4 separate regions of the Mus musculus genome follow, and regions 2, 3 and 4 are each linked to region 1. A link is a contact called in public Hi-C, HiChIP or PLAC-seq and promoter capture Hi-C data. All regions are on one chromosome and are shown on one strand. The core of a region is the stretch at or near the end of the contact, and the rest is flanking DNA. Distances in the headings are between cores, read along the strand shown. Region 1 holds the start of Ephb1 (Eph receptor B1). Region 2 has its middle 210 kb from the start of Gm24638. Region 3 has its middle 270 kb from the start of Gm31326. Region 4 has its middle 180 kb from the start of Gm31326.

The links. Promoter capture Hi-C pulls out the DNA fragments that hold promoters and counts their contacts. A called contact is a pair of places that touch in the nucleus more often than the background predicts. HiChIP or PLAC-seq counts read pairs in DNA pulled down with a chosen protein or histone mark.
Region 2: a Hi-C map of embryonic limb bud shows a contact between it and region 1, with 2.8 times the contacts expected there. The contact joins the enhancer-like site here to the promoter of Ephb1 in region 1. A contact is called at or near these places in 16 of 39 promoter capture datasets (the 3T3-L1 cell line, the C10 cell line, the HPC-7 cell line and 12 more), 1 of 15 datasets of contacts at CTCF or cohesin (embryonic stem cells), 33 of 484 Hi-C or Micro-C datasets (the HL-1 cell line, LSK cells, cerebellar granule neurons and 13 more), 11 of 115 datasets of contacts at active chromatin or transcription factors (craniofacial prominence, embryonic forebrain, embryonic hindbrain and 5 more) and 1 of 9 other capture datasets (embryonic stem cells).
Region 3: an H3K4me3 HiChIP or PLAC-seq map of embryonic hindbrain shows a contact between it and region 1, with 10 times the contacts expected there. The contact joins the enhancer-like site here to the promoter of Ephb1 in region 1. A contact is called at or near these places in 8 of 39 promoter capture datasets (cranial neural crest, embryonic stem cells, frontonasal cranial neural crest and 4 more), 2 of 484 Hi-C or Micro-C datasets (cerebellum and ganglionic eminence), 13 of 115 datasets of contacts at active chromatin or transcription factors (craniofacial prominence, differentiating embryonic stem cells, embryonic basal ganglia and 8 more) and 1 of 9 other capture datasets (embryonic stem cells).
Region 4: a promoter capture Hi-C map of hippocampal neurons shows a contact between it and region 1, with 7 times the contacts expected there. The contact joins the enhancer-like site here to the promoter of Ephb1 in region 1. A contact is called at or near these places in 7 of 39 promoter capture datasets (embryonic stem cells, epiblast stem cells, frontonasal cranial neural crest and 3 more), 2 of 484 Hi-C or Micro-C datasets (both in cortical neurons), 9 of 115 datasets of contacts at active chromatin or transcription factors (craniofacial prominence, embryonic basal ganglia, embryonic forebrain and 6 more) and 1 of 9 other capture datasets (embryonic stem cells).

What each region holds. Positions count from the first base shown.
Region 1 is chr9:102,352,991-102,356,137 of GRCm38.p6, reverse strand. Ephb1 (Eph receptor B1) reads left to right here and starts at 1,445. Exons shown (of 16, transcript NM_173447.3): 1 at 1,445-1,856. The coding sequence starts at 1,799.
Region 2 is chr9:101,601,443-101,604,589 of GRCm38.p6, reverse strand. No RefSeq gene overlaps it. Among named protein-coding and RNA genes, the nearest start is that of Gm24638, 210 kb to the right of the region's middle. Within about 2 kb of position 1,564, at least 15 of the 459 cell types and tissues checked have an H3K27ac peak or open chromatin away from gene starts, as enhancers often do. A contact at or near this core is called in embryonic limb bud, where this site is marked.
Region 3 is chr9:101,716,552-101,719,698 of GRCm38.p6, reverse strand. No RefSeq gene overlaps it. Among named protein-coding and RNA genes, the nearest start is that of Gm31326, 270 kb to the left of the region's middle. Within about 2 kb of position 1,463, at least 16 of the 459 cell types and tissues checked have an H3K27ac peak or open chromatin away from gene starts, as enhancers often do. A contact at or near this core is called in differentiating embryonic stem cells, where this site is marked.
Region 4 is chr9:101,806,122-101,809,268 of GRCm38.p6, reverse strand. No RefSeq gene overlaps it. Among named protein-coding and RNA genes, the nearest start is that of Gm31326, 180 kb to the left of the region's middle. Within about 2 kb of position 1,623, at least 14 of the 459 cell types and tissues checked have an H3K27ac peak or open chromatin away from gene starts, as enhancers often do. A contact at or near this core is called in cortical neurons, forebrain and hippocampal neurons, where this site is marked.

The sequences.
Region 1 (3,147 bases), core at 196-2,695:
GTTTCAAGGTAAGAGCTTTGGGGATTCCTCTCTTAGAGGCTGGAGGGATGAAGGAGGAAGGGCAAGAAGTAGTAAGACAGGTAGGCAGTGAAATTGGACTGTGGAGAGTGTTGCCAAAGCTGCAAAAGACCCAGTACTCACCCATGTCAGAGAGGGGCATCCCTCACTTAAGGGACTTCAAGACACAGTGCTGTGGAGGGACAAAGAGCAGCTGAGGTAGTATTAGGGAAGATTAAGCAGCGGTCACTGACGTCATCCTTTCAGGTTCTGAGGCCGGATGGGTGGATGGTAGGGGAAGACACAAACAGCCTGTGTCAAAGTCTGGGAAACAAAGACCTGTCAGAATCAGGGGTCTGAGTGTGGCTGGGGTGGTGAAGAGGGAGGCAGTGTCTGTGAAAGACAGAGTAAGTACCCAGGGTGGGGAATCAATGTAACTAAATTCCCAAAGGAGAGTTGCCAGATGTTAATGTCTTTAAAAGGTTTGGGGAGGGGGCTGAAGCCCCTCCCACATGAGTCTTCCAGGAGCATCCCTAACCTTGCGGGAGGAGGTGAGGACCTTCTGCCACACAGCTTCTGACAAGCATCAAGGCCAGGGCCGGATCTGAAACAGCCTGACCTGATCAACAGACAGCAAAATGGGGCATTATCATCAGAGCTGATGGTGGGAAACCACTTCTATTCTGGAGCCTGGTTTTCCTGTGGTTGCAGAACTCAGTCCTTCCCACCTACCTCCAGGCCTGGTTCAAAGCAATGTCTCCCTTCCCCATACCCCAACAAGTTGTCAGACTTTCGGCTGTTTCTTCATGTCTTCCCATTATGACTGTCTTCTGACAGCAGGCCCTACAGTGGATGCTCAGAGATCCACCTGGGAAGAGACTTTTGGAGATATACAGCTGAGGATATGATAGGAAGCCCACAGGGTGTTCTAACTACCCCCGAGCAGCCGGCCATAAAGTCTTGAAACCATATTCACTCACTCCACAGATGCATGCCAAGAATAAGACACTGTTAAGGTTCCAGGAATTCTGAGTGAACGAGATCAGACAAGACTCAAAAATAAACAAAATTGATTAGTAAAATGATATAGGGTGGCGGCATTCTGCATAGGAATAGTCAGGAGTAGCTGTGGGGTGTCTGTAAGCATAAGGGACCTCAGTTGACTTCTTGGCTGAGCCCCTCCTTTTCAGCTTGGGGAAAGCGAGCGTGCGAGGCTGCAGTTCTCCTAAATCACCACAAGAGGGAGCGCGATCACCTCCTAGCGCCTTCCTAACCCTCCCACACAGCCTTGCAAGCAAAAGTTTTTCTTAAACTAACAATGCCAGTGTAAGGAGGTGCTCGCGCCTGATTGGATGAGGGAATTTTGCAGGTTTGATTCCTTGATTGGACAGGAGGTGTTAGGGGTGGAGAGAGAGCTGATGGTGGGGGATCCCGCTCCCTCCCCCGTCAGTCTGGCCCGCTCTGTCCTCCCGTAGGCTCCGCTGTAGCTCGCAATGTGACACCAGGACGCACACGCTCTCGCGCGCTCTCCCAGGCTCGCTCTCCCTCACCCTCTCTCACACACGCACGCACACACCCACCTCTCCCATAAACACACACACACACATGCACACCCACATCCACGCGCGCCCGCACCGCCCCACGCGCGCACACTCCCGCCCACGCCCACGCCGCGCTCCGGGGAGTCCGGTCCCGGCCAGAGCGCGAAAGGACACGGAGAAGCCACCCGCCGGGAGCGCAGCGGCGCCCTGGGACGCGGCGCGTCTCCGCTGGGGCTCGGCCTGGGGGCCGCTGGCCGGCGATGGCCCTGGATTGCTTGCTGCTCTTCCTCCTGGCATCTGCAGTGGCCGCGATGGAAGGTAACGTACCCTTCGCGGAGCAACTTGGTGGCTGCCGGCTGCCAGTTCATGGGTGCCGCGCGCTTTGCAGGGCTCCTTTGGCTGCTCGGCCGGGCATCCTGGTGCTGGAGAGAGAGAATGTCACCGATCCTGGGTAGAGATGGGGCACCGGGATGGGGCGGTACCCACAGGCATGCCCTGCGCCGACCCTGGGCGCCCACAGCAGGTTCGTTCGCACGCAGAGTCTTTCGGCTCCTGCGCTCTGGTGCTCCCAGACAGCACGATCACCGGACATCTCCGGCTTAGAGAGCCTGGATCCCGCTGCATTGCGGTGCAAGCTCCTTAGCTCTGGGCGAAGCTGGTCTGGGAAGCGATACCTCGGGCCACTGGGCTCCTAGAGTCGGCACCTTCGGCTCTTTCTATCCCGGGCCTGGATGCGCTGGCTGGCGAGCGGTAGCTTGCTGTCTCCCTTTCGCAGTCTGAGGTTTCCGGACTCTGGGCTCCGCAGGCAGGCTGCTTGGGGGATCACAGAAGGTCCTACTAGTACCCCAGCAAGTGACTGCCAAACGAGAGGGGCCAAATCCATTGACCGCACCCTGGGGGGGAAATCAGCCCTAGAAGCTGCCGGGTTGCAATCTTCCAGGGACAGCAAGTGCGAGGCGGACGCCTTTCTCGCCTTCTGAGCTTTGGAGCAGGGGTGGGCTTGGGTGAGTGCTGGCGGTGCTTAAACTCATCCGGCAGTTAGAAGAGACTGCGTGGCTGCGAGCCCACGAGCCAAGACACCATCCCTGCTGGCTCAGCGTGGTTGTGCCTCCCGCTGGTGGCCAGCCAAACCCGCTCAGCGGACCCCTTACCCGGCGCACCCAGGAGCCCCGGCGCTCAGGGCTCCCGCGAATCCCGTGGGAAATCCCTGCTCGCCTCCCCGCCTCCCGCCCCCTTCCCCGCCCCCAACCTTCCCTGCGGAGCCGCGGCGGCCGCCACCTCCAGGGACGCATCTCAGTAGAGAAGGAGCAGTTAGAGTTATCTCGAACAGAGCAACTCTGGGGTGAGGCGCCGCCGCCACGCCACCCCTGCTGGAAGCCCCACATCCCGATGGATGTCTCTGGCCAGGTGGACTCCACCCGTAGGGACATTCCTCGTGGAAGGTTCGCAGCTCTCTGTTTCCCCTGTTGTGTTCCCATTTGAGAGCTGGCTCCACTGGATTGCAGGTTCCAGGTGAAACGGACTCGTTCAGTGGAAACTCCAGACCAACATTGGTCCAGCGTCTCTAACCCTTCCAGTAAGCACTGGCATACACCCGTGCCCCTCTTGG
Region 2 (3,147 bases), core at 315-2,814, 750 kb after region 1:
CGGGATGCCTCCAAAGACAAAACGACCCTTAAAATGGTCGGAATATCGTAGTTTTTAGTATTAAAGGTAGGTCACACTGGGTTGAGGACCTCTGCTAACCCTGATAAAGACTGAGAATGTAGCCGTGCACAGGACATAATGCTGTAATGACATCTCTATTGGATTCTTGTCTAAAGCTCCCGTTTAGCACCCTTGTCCCTCAATTTTAAAATTGCATGATGGAGCCAAAGATAGTGACTCCGCCTGGTGGATTTATCATTCCACACACTAGACCTTAGCTTCCTAAGGCCTACTCAAGAGGGCGTCTCAAGGAGTCCTGGCCTATGATTTTGTAAAATTGTCAGACACATTGAGGCACATGTGCTATTGGGTAACCGTAAATGACTTATTGGCACCCGTGCAGTCCAGACAAAGGGTAAGAAAGTGAAGAGAATCTACGGGAGTTGGGTAGGTTGTAAGAGAAACCACAGATTTATTGGAGCAAGCACAAATAAAGTCTCAAATCAGCTGCCTGTCCCCAGCTTTCCTTCCTCCTCTTAGCATCTATACGGAAACCTTCAGCTCCCTGGCCCCCAACCATTTAGTCTGAAAACAAAGTTAAATTTGCTGAAGGAATTCAGTCTGTACTAGACCTCCAAACACTCCAAGGCCTGCCTCCTTGCCCCAGGAAGCTGTTCCAAAGACAAAATTGCTATCAAAGGACCTGTCACGCACAGTAATGGGACTGCCATGTGTGTAGCCTTTGTGCTACATTTTAGAAAATACTTTTTTTTTCCTCAATAATTTAACTTATTTAAAACAACCCCATGGGGTGTTGGTGATAGGGAAAAATTATTCCTTCAATATCCCTCCTCAGAATTTAAGGCCAGGAAATAATTTTTCTCTCCTCCTAATCAGGCATATATCCCTTCATTACGCAGTGAAAATCAGGGCTCCTGGGTATTTCTGTTTATGTTTTCGTTGTATTTCTAATATCCCAGGCTAATTTAGTACTTTGTTTTCCTAGCCAAATTATGCTAGAGGTTGAGCGTGATCCTCGGCCTCCCCCCCCTGCCCCCCCCCCCACCCCGCCATCCAGTGTAATGTCTGACTTACAATTGGCTTATTTCATAGGCACCCTTTGTTGCATCCTATGGGATGCCTCTTTGGAAATAAATATTGTAACCATCATGAACAAGGAGAGTTATGAGATGTATTATTCTTGCCTTCATTTGTCAGCCAGTGAGAAACAAGCTTTCTTCGGCTTGCAGGCCCTCCCCACTCTTCAGGCTACTTGTACACAGGGCATGGTCCCTGGGTCCTGCCGAGCCTATGCCGAGTCTTTATGCCTCTGGACAACCTTTCCTGTTTCTTTCTTTCTTTCTTTTTCATTTTCTTCTCCTTTCAGATTATGAGGTAAACTTTGCTCCTGAGGAAAACCCTGACCAAACACCTCATTTCCCTGAGCATCCTAGAGGGGCCTCAGATCAAACAGAACAATTAACTCCGCAAACAACGCCATTAGCCAGGCTCCCTCTGTACCCACCAGCCCGAATCCTAGCAAACACCTAGTGAAGCATATGGAGGCAGGGAATTGCAGGCAGGATTTTATGGGCCTCTCAGTGGGCCTGCTCAGGCTCCTTGGGAACCAGACAATTTAACATATGTCACTGTTCCCAGCTGCCTTGGGGCCTTGGCTGGGGACTACAGACATGAACTCGAGGGACGGCATTTAGAGTCAGGTGGGAATGGACTCTGTCCCCACAGCCCTGCCGACAGGTGGGTACTGTAAGCAGGACACAGGCTTCTCAAGACTGCTCACAGGGACCCCTCTGGAGAATGTAGAGAAGCAAATCCACTGTTAAAGTTCCCAGTTGTCCAAAGCCTGCATACCACTCACCTTCAGTTCAGCCTGGAAACTTCTTGTGCTTAGATATTGAGACCCATCAGAAAATCTCAATGTACCATGAGAGCAGTAGTTCTTACTGAAATCACAGACTAAAATGACCTATTAAGGTATCTTGTCCAATCCACCCCCCCCCCCACACACACACACACACCGCCTCCTTTAGCACAGGATTGGTCCCCAAAGAGCTTTGATAGTTCATTTTTAAATAATTCCAACAATGCGCTTTCCATGCCTGAAGTCATCAGGAGAACGGTGCTAACAGATCTCATTCTTCACAAGTGCACCCAAGATCCATCCCAATTTCTCCATTCCATAAGCTGCTTCTTGTACCATTCCAAATGACTCCAGCGGCTCCTGATGGACTCTCTGTGGGAAGCACTTGGCTGTGGCAGCTTTGTCTCATCACATCATTTGAGATCCTCTCTTAGGTTAGAGAGAGATGAGTCCAAAGGTTTGAAACTTACCAAGTCTTATGTGGATAAAGTCTATACACTCCCTCCCTGCTTTGCTCACCGATGAAAGCAATCAGAAGGCAGAAGATTGAACTGCAGCAGGCAGAATATAGAACAGTGACCAGCAGGCTATCACAGAGGGCTGGGGTTAGCCAGGATAGCTTGAACAGCCTGAGTTAAACTCTTAGGTCTGCCACTCTCAACAACAACAACAACAACAAAAATGTGTCCTTAGGATATGACTTGTTTGAACTTCTGTTCTTTTACAGATCAAGTGGGCCGAGCATTGCCTCCCTTAGAGCATGTTGGAAAGAATAAGACTAAAAATGTCAAGGAAGGTAACGAGTAAATGACAGTATTTTAATTTTAGAACGATCATGGCACATCAAGGTTTATTTCAGAGCTTTGCACAACTAGCTAAGTTATGGGATCAACCCTGATGTCCAAGGACAGAGCAAAAGATAAAGGTGTTTGTGTGTGTGTGTGTGTGTGTGTGTGTGTGTGTGTGTGTGTGTGTATTTGGCCTAAAAAAGAGTGAATTATCAGTAAATTGGAGCAACTGGAAATAATCATATTAAGTGACTTAAACCAATCTCAAAAACCAAATATGTTTTCTCATTTACAGTCTTAGATTTCATATACATACATGAAATCATATATGTATATGCATATATATATATATATATATATATATATATATATATATGACATGAATGTAGAGACAAATCTGTTTACAGGAACAAAGAGGGAGAGTAAGAATGGAGATGCAGGAGGGTATAGAGTAATATGCTCCACACACGATTGTAT
Region 3 (3,147 bases), core at 214-2,713, 640 kb after region 1:
TGGCAGACAAAGATTTAAGAATCCATAGACTTAAGTATCTCCACACAACCTAAACAGATTCCACATAAATATGTATTTACTTAAATTCTTAAAATTCTTAAATATACAACTCAGTAAAATGTAAACAAGACATTTGAAGAAAATATACAGTATCCAAATGGCCAACAAACACGGAAAATTACTAATGTCAGCAGTGGGTAGAAAATTCAAACTCATATCTACTAAGATCTACTCAGTAGGAGAGCTAAAGTAGCCGAGACTGACAAGATCAAGTGCTGACAAGGTTCTGGAGGAACTAGAACTTTCAGAAACTACTGACAGGCATGCAAATTGATATGACCGCTGTAACAGTGTTTGTCCACGCACACCGAAGCCGAGTATATCCATTCCTTAAACCCCAGCAAGTTTTCTAATGGGACCCTAAGAAAGATGGATAAACATACTCAGTAAGTGACTGGGAGAGAACAGGAGATACACATTTACAGCGCTGTGAGTACAGACCTTTATCACACGTGTGAAATGAAATACACTTGGTCAGCTGTGTTCAGAAACTTTCCCCACTACACTTTTATAAGTTTTGCTTCACAAAATTTGAACCCAGTAAGAATGAATGTCCTAAATCTTTCACCCTCTGCAAGCAACAAGCAAGACCAGCATGACTGGCCTAGGAGGTTAAAAATGGCTGTTAGCTAGCGAGATGACACAAATCGGACCGTGGAAAACAAAAGCATCGTGTCACTTGGTTCAGCAAAGTGTGGTTGTGGAGAACTGTGGGGAGGTCGGCGTCTTCAGTTAAAAGTCCAAATCTGAACGAAGTTCACGAATGGAAAGGGAGCGAGGCCCAAAACTTTCTCGGAGCTTGACCAATCTGGATGCTGTTACTCTCTGTGATCATCTGGGATGGGTGGACAGATGATCAGAGCAATCACAGGAAAGAACCATGCAACTGGATAGAAGATGGTAGCATCCTCTAGCCCTCTATGCTGAAAGTGTGGTACCTTCCTGCCTTTCCCTGTAGTTCCCTCACCAGCCAGGCCCTTGGTTAACATTTCCATGGATCTTATCATTATTTTTTTTTTTTACAGAGGAATAAGTGGTAAGTCTGAACTCAGTTTGAGATATGCCCTCAGGCCTGTGCCACACTTCTGGGCCAGAGCAAAGGATGGCTTTCTCTCTCTCTCTCTCTCTCTCTCTCTCTCTCTCTCTCTCTCTCTCTCTCTCTCTCTCTCTCCCTCTCTCTCTGAATAATGAAGACATTTGCGGGGCTTCTGGGAAGACCTGAGCTAGGAGTTGGCTTCCCCATCACCAGAACAGTTACCATGTGAAGCAAGATCTGCATCTACCCAACTGTATCTTCATGAGAAATCTTCCTTCTAACACGGATCCCACCCCCCTAGTCAGAGCAGCTGCTACCTCCTGGAGAAGGGCCTCTCATTTTAACTGAGGCTGGAATTTCAGCAGGCTTTGTTCTTAGCAGCATGAGGATGATACATTATCATTACAGGGCTACCTCCAGGGAAGCCAAGCCCAGAGCAGCAGGAGCAACTGTTGCCATGGTGACCAAGCAAAGGACCAAGTGAAAGCCCCAGGACTATAAATTCTCACGTCTCTCTGGATAAGGGTCTTCCTTGGTGGAATAACCTTGGAAGAGCCTTCCAGGTACAGACTGTGCAGTATACAAGGCCATGGTATCACTTCATAGGCACACCTGGGCAGTGCCCAGGCGAGCTGTGCAGGGGGTAAACAAATCTCATCTCTGATTTTTTTTAATCCCTTCTCTTGACACCCACCTCTCCTTCCCTTGCTATTTCTCTTTTTGTTGCCAGTCATTAAATTCTGCCCCCCCCACCCCCTTCTGGGGCCAAGTAAAAAGGAACTTAGTGCAGAAGGTTCTCTGCATCTTTTTGACACTCAGAATGCAGTCCAAGCTTGTGATGCTCACCCCTGCATCGTGGCATTTTTTTGTGCTGTGGTACATGTTCTTTTGTACCATGTGCACCTTGGCAAGTTACCGTTATAGCTGCTACCCACGCTGCCTCATCCTCATGACTGACTCTGTGAGAACGGAAGCCTCTCTGATCCCCTTCTCTTCTGTAGCTTGGCACACGGGAAACAATATTGATCAACTAAATGAACAAAGAAAAGTAATAAAAGTTAAATGCCTCCAAATAGAAAGCCACGGGGGGCACAGTGGATGCATCTCAGATGGTTTCTGAGCAACGGTGCTCAGAACACGGCGTCAGCTTTCCCTGTAAGCATAACTGCACAGAATCTCTAAGTGAAAAGGAAACCCAGAGATCACTGCTTCTCAGCTTTCCCTCTGGCCTTTCTGAAGACTAGAGTCTCTGCCTCCTTCAATGACCAAGTGAGACAGACATTCGGAGTATAAAGCACGGACCAAGCCTCTCCCTGGAGTTGGTAGATGGCAACTCATTTCTCTCTCTCTCTCTCTCTCTCTCTCTCTCTCTCTCTCTCACTCTCTCTTTTTTTTCTTTTTTCTTTTTTTTGGTTGTTTTTGAGACAGAGTTTCTCTGTATAGTCCTGGCTGTCCTGGAACTCACTCTGTAGACCAGGCTAGCTAGCTAGTTCTCCGACTTGAATACAAAGTGATACTCATCTACTCTGAATGAGCACCTAGAGGAAGCCAGGAACTACAGGAAGCAATGGCAGAGCGTGGGTAAGCAGAAGCGCCACCAATCTGAAGAACGGTGCAGATTCATTGGCACAGTCATAACCCATGATAGAACTTTGTTAGTAGTAAAAACATGGATAATTGCACAGCAATAAAGAACCACTGTCCCAACACCACCCTGTGTGTCTAGATAGGAGAATGATGACAGTGGGCTGGATGCTGCGGTCCCAACATGCTCAAGGCTGCAGACGTCAGAGGAGAGAGGTATTACCAAGTACAGTGGAAAGAGTGAAGGTAAGAAAGTATAGAAGGGCCTGGGTAAAGAAGGGAAGAGCCAATGAGGCTCAGCATAAAGTGCAAGATGAATCTTAGCACAAATTAGGCAAGCTATGGAAAGAACGGTTAAACTGGCTTTGAAAACCATGCCAAGTTTGCATTGATCCCAAGGCTGTGGGCAGTCTTTGAAGTCTTCAGGCTTCAAAGCTTCCCTGGGGAAGGTCATGGAGCTTCAGAAG
Region 4 (3,147 bases), core at 374-2,873, 550 kb after region 1:
TAAGAATCGCATCAAGGCCCGCACCCAACAATGTGCTCAACCCTCCTTGTTTGTAAGGAGCTAATAGCAAACACATTATTTGAAGACACTCAGAAGGTAGCCAAGGTGTCCCCAGCTTCACGCTCCCCAGTGTCACTTAGAAAAAGCCTTGAATGCCGTGTCATTTTATAGGGAAACCAGCCTTAACCAGCTCAGCACACATTCTTCACCACCGCTGGGAAAATTCATCCCCCACAGTGTCTCCTGACATGAAAGCTTACAAACTTTTAATGTTGAAACAAAATGTGTTTAACCCAGCTGATGTCTCAAACAATTATCTCCAGCTCTTGCTCCTGGTTGGGAAGATAAACACTGATGGTAAAGCTGTTTGTAAATATTTTGAACAGATGCTAAGTCTTTAATTATTTTTTGCATTAAAAATTGACAACAATCGATATTCCCCACTGATGAGCCAAGGGTATTTTGAGTGCGTGCAAGAGGATATATTCTTTTTAATAGCAATTACTGCTCTGCGATGACTGGGAAATTGCACTGAGGTTTGAAAGTGTATTCACAGCTATGCCCAGGGGACTGCAGACAGTAATGCCTACTGTATCATCCACCTTATTTAAAACTTGCAATAGGAAACACAATTCAATCTAGCACATTTCCAAAGGCCAATGGGAAATAGATCGGGCAGCAGAGTCGGGAAATGCAAATGGGATGCCACACTCTATCTGAATTTCTCTGCCTGGATTTTTTTCCTTTTTTTTTCCCCTTCCCTTCCCCAAGGCCAGTGGTGCTGACTCAGTGGAGCATTAAACACAAATGTATGGGTTCAGCCCTGACCAGCCATTAATCAAAGTGTAGCCACAAAGACAGCACCCACAGATGAACAATCCATTGCAAGGCATCAGGCTCTTGTGGGGAGAGATTAAAGCAGGCTTTTGGAGGTACACAAGGGAAATGGCTATTTCTTATACTCAAAGGTCCTAGATGGTTGAAAAAATATTGTCAAAAGACATAATGACGTGGTATACTTTAAAGACAGGCACTTAACAAGTGGATTTGTTTAATGGAGTGAGACAATGATTGTACCCTATGACTTGTTTAGAAAAAAACGTTCAAAGTCAACTTTTGAGACCTCTGTGAATGTGAAGGGCTTCCTATCCCTGCCCAGAAAGCCCAGAAACATCAAGGAAAAGTAGCTCAGGTCAAGACTTCAGTCGTCTCTACTCTAGTTACATGCCCCGTAGTCCATCTGAGAACCTCAGATGTCACTGGGAGAAGAATTGGCTTCCCTGCTGTAGTCTCATGCAGGCTTCTATTAGGGGCCCGGTGCTGTTTAGTCCAGAGGGCAGGTGATTTCCCTGTGTCCTTGGACAAGGGCATCCTCCTGCTGGAAAAACAAAAAACCAAAAAAAAAACAAACAAAAAAAAACAAAAAAAAAACCAAAAAACAAAAACTGAACTCTTCCCAGGCCCTTAGAGGATGTAGGATGAGTGCTTCCTTCTCTGGGAGCAGGCAGACAGAAGGAAGACTTGAAGATGATTCCTCCTGGGGTCTCACAGGCAGTGACTGCCCTCTTCTCGTTCCCTCACCACCTCTTTAATCTTGCTTGCAGCAAACCCCTTGATGTGATTCACAGGTTAAGTCCCACCAGGAAAGATGTTCAAAATGTCCCTTGCTCTAGTATTCTATCCCTCCAGCATGAGAGACTCTGCTGTCACCTTTATTTAGAGGTAAGCCCTAACCTGCTGGTCCCTGCCCCTAATATCACCAGAGAGAGGCGGAGCACCTCAAGCATGGAAGTCAGAGGAACCTACGGCAATGGTTACCTAGCAACAGTGTCTCAGGATTTGAATGTAATTATACCCCGAGCGTGATAAATACTCAGAAGGGCTCCTTATGTGCAGATCCTACTAAACAAGCCTTTGAAATTACCCTCATCAAATATTGATAGAAAAAATGTTTTTGAGAAGAAAAAAATTCTTGATATGCATGGAGAAGTAAGTGCTATAGTGAGGTGAGAGAGTGTTGGTCAGAGCAGCTCAGAGGGCCTCCACTCCACTCTCTCAGGCCATTCAAAGATCCAGATGAGAGACTGGAACCAGGGATCAGTGTTTTCTCAGAAATATGGTGGGGAATATGTATACAAGGCCAACAGTCTACTGGTGAGATCAACCAACTGACCTACAATTCAGGAGTCATTTTTCTGGTCTCAAGGTTGAGCATACTGAGCAAGACAAACTCTAAGCATGAATGTGGCTGAGACCTGGAGAATGTATTTGAACGGGGAGAGGAGTCCAGACATAGGAGATGGCATAGACAGAGGACAAAAGGCCTTTGCCTCCTCAAAACCATGGTTATGTTGAATCAGATGTGAAGCTTGTGCAATGGCTCAAACAGAAGAGCGAGTAGTCTAGATTATAGAGGTTCCTCTTCATAGAGCCTAAGCTTTATCCCGAGGGAACCAGGGCCATAGTGGATGTGGGTGGTCTGGTGGTTGTGTACGAGAGAGAGAGAGAGAGAGGGGTGGCATTGTCAGATGAGTGTGGCCGGGACAGGTTTATGACTTCCATGAGAAGGGCTTCCATGCAGGACCAGAAGGTGACACCTGTCCAGGGGCTAATGGCAGGTGAGGACTCAAAGATATGTGGCCTCATGGCACAGAGCTGTTAATGAGTCTCTATTCAGGTGTTTGCACAGACTCCTGAGATAAAAACTGGAGATATGGCCTCTCCCCTGTCATGTTGCTGCATATAGTACCCTGGGCAGTAGGATGCTCTGATAGAGCAGGACTCTGACCAAGATGTGTCTCCAGTGAGAAGCTGGAAGAAATTGAGGAGGAAGAGCATGGAATTTCCCAGTGGGAGAGAGGAAGTCAAATGTTTGTCTTAATGTCAGGTTTCCAAGGTATAAATCTAAGAACAGCCAGAGAATAAATTAGGACAAGAAAAGATTGTCATGGCCTGTTGAAATAGTTCACAGGGTAAAAGATAAACATGACAGCCTAAATTTAATCTCTGAAACTATATAAAAAGTCGAAGGAGAGAATTGGCTTCACAATGTTGTCCTTGGACTTCCACATGGGCACTGAGAGGTATGTGCACACACATGCACGCACGCACACGCGCGCACACACACACACACACACACACACACAA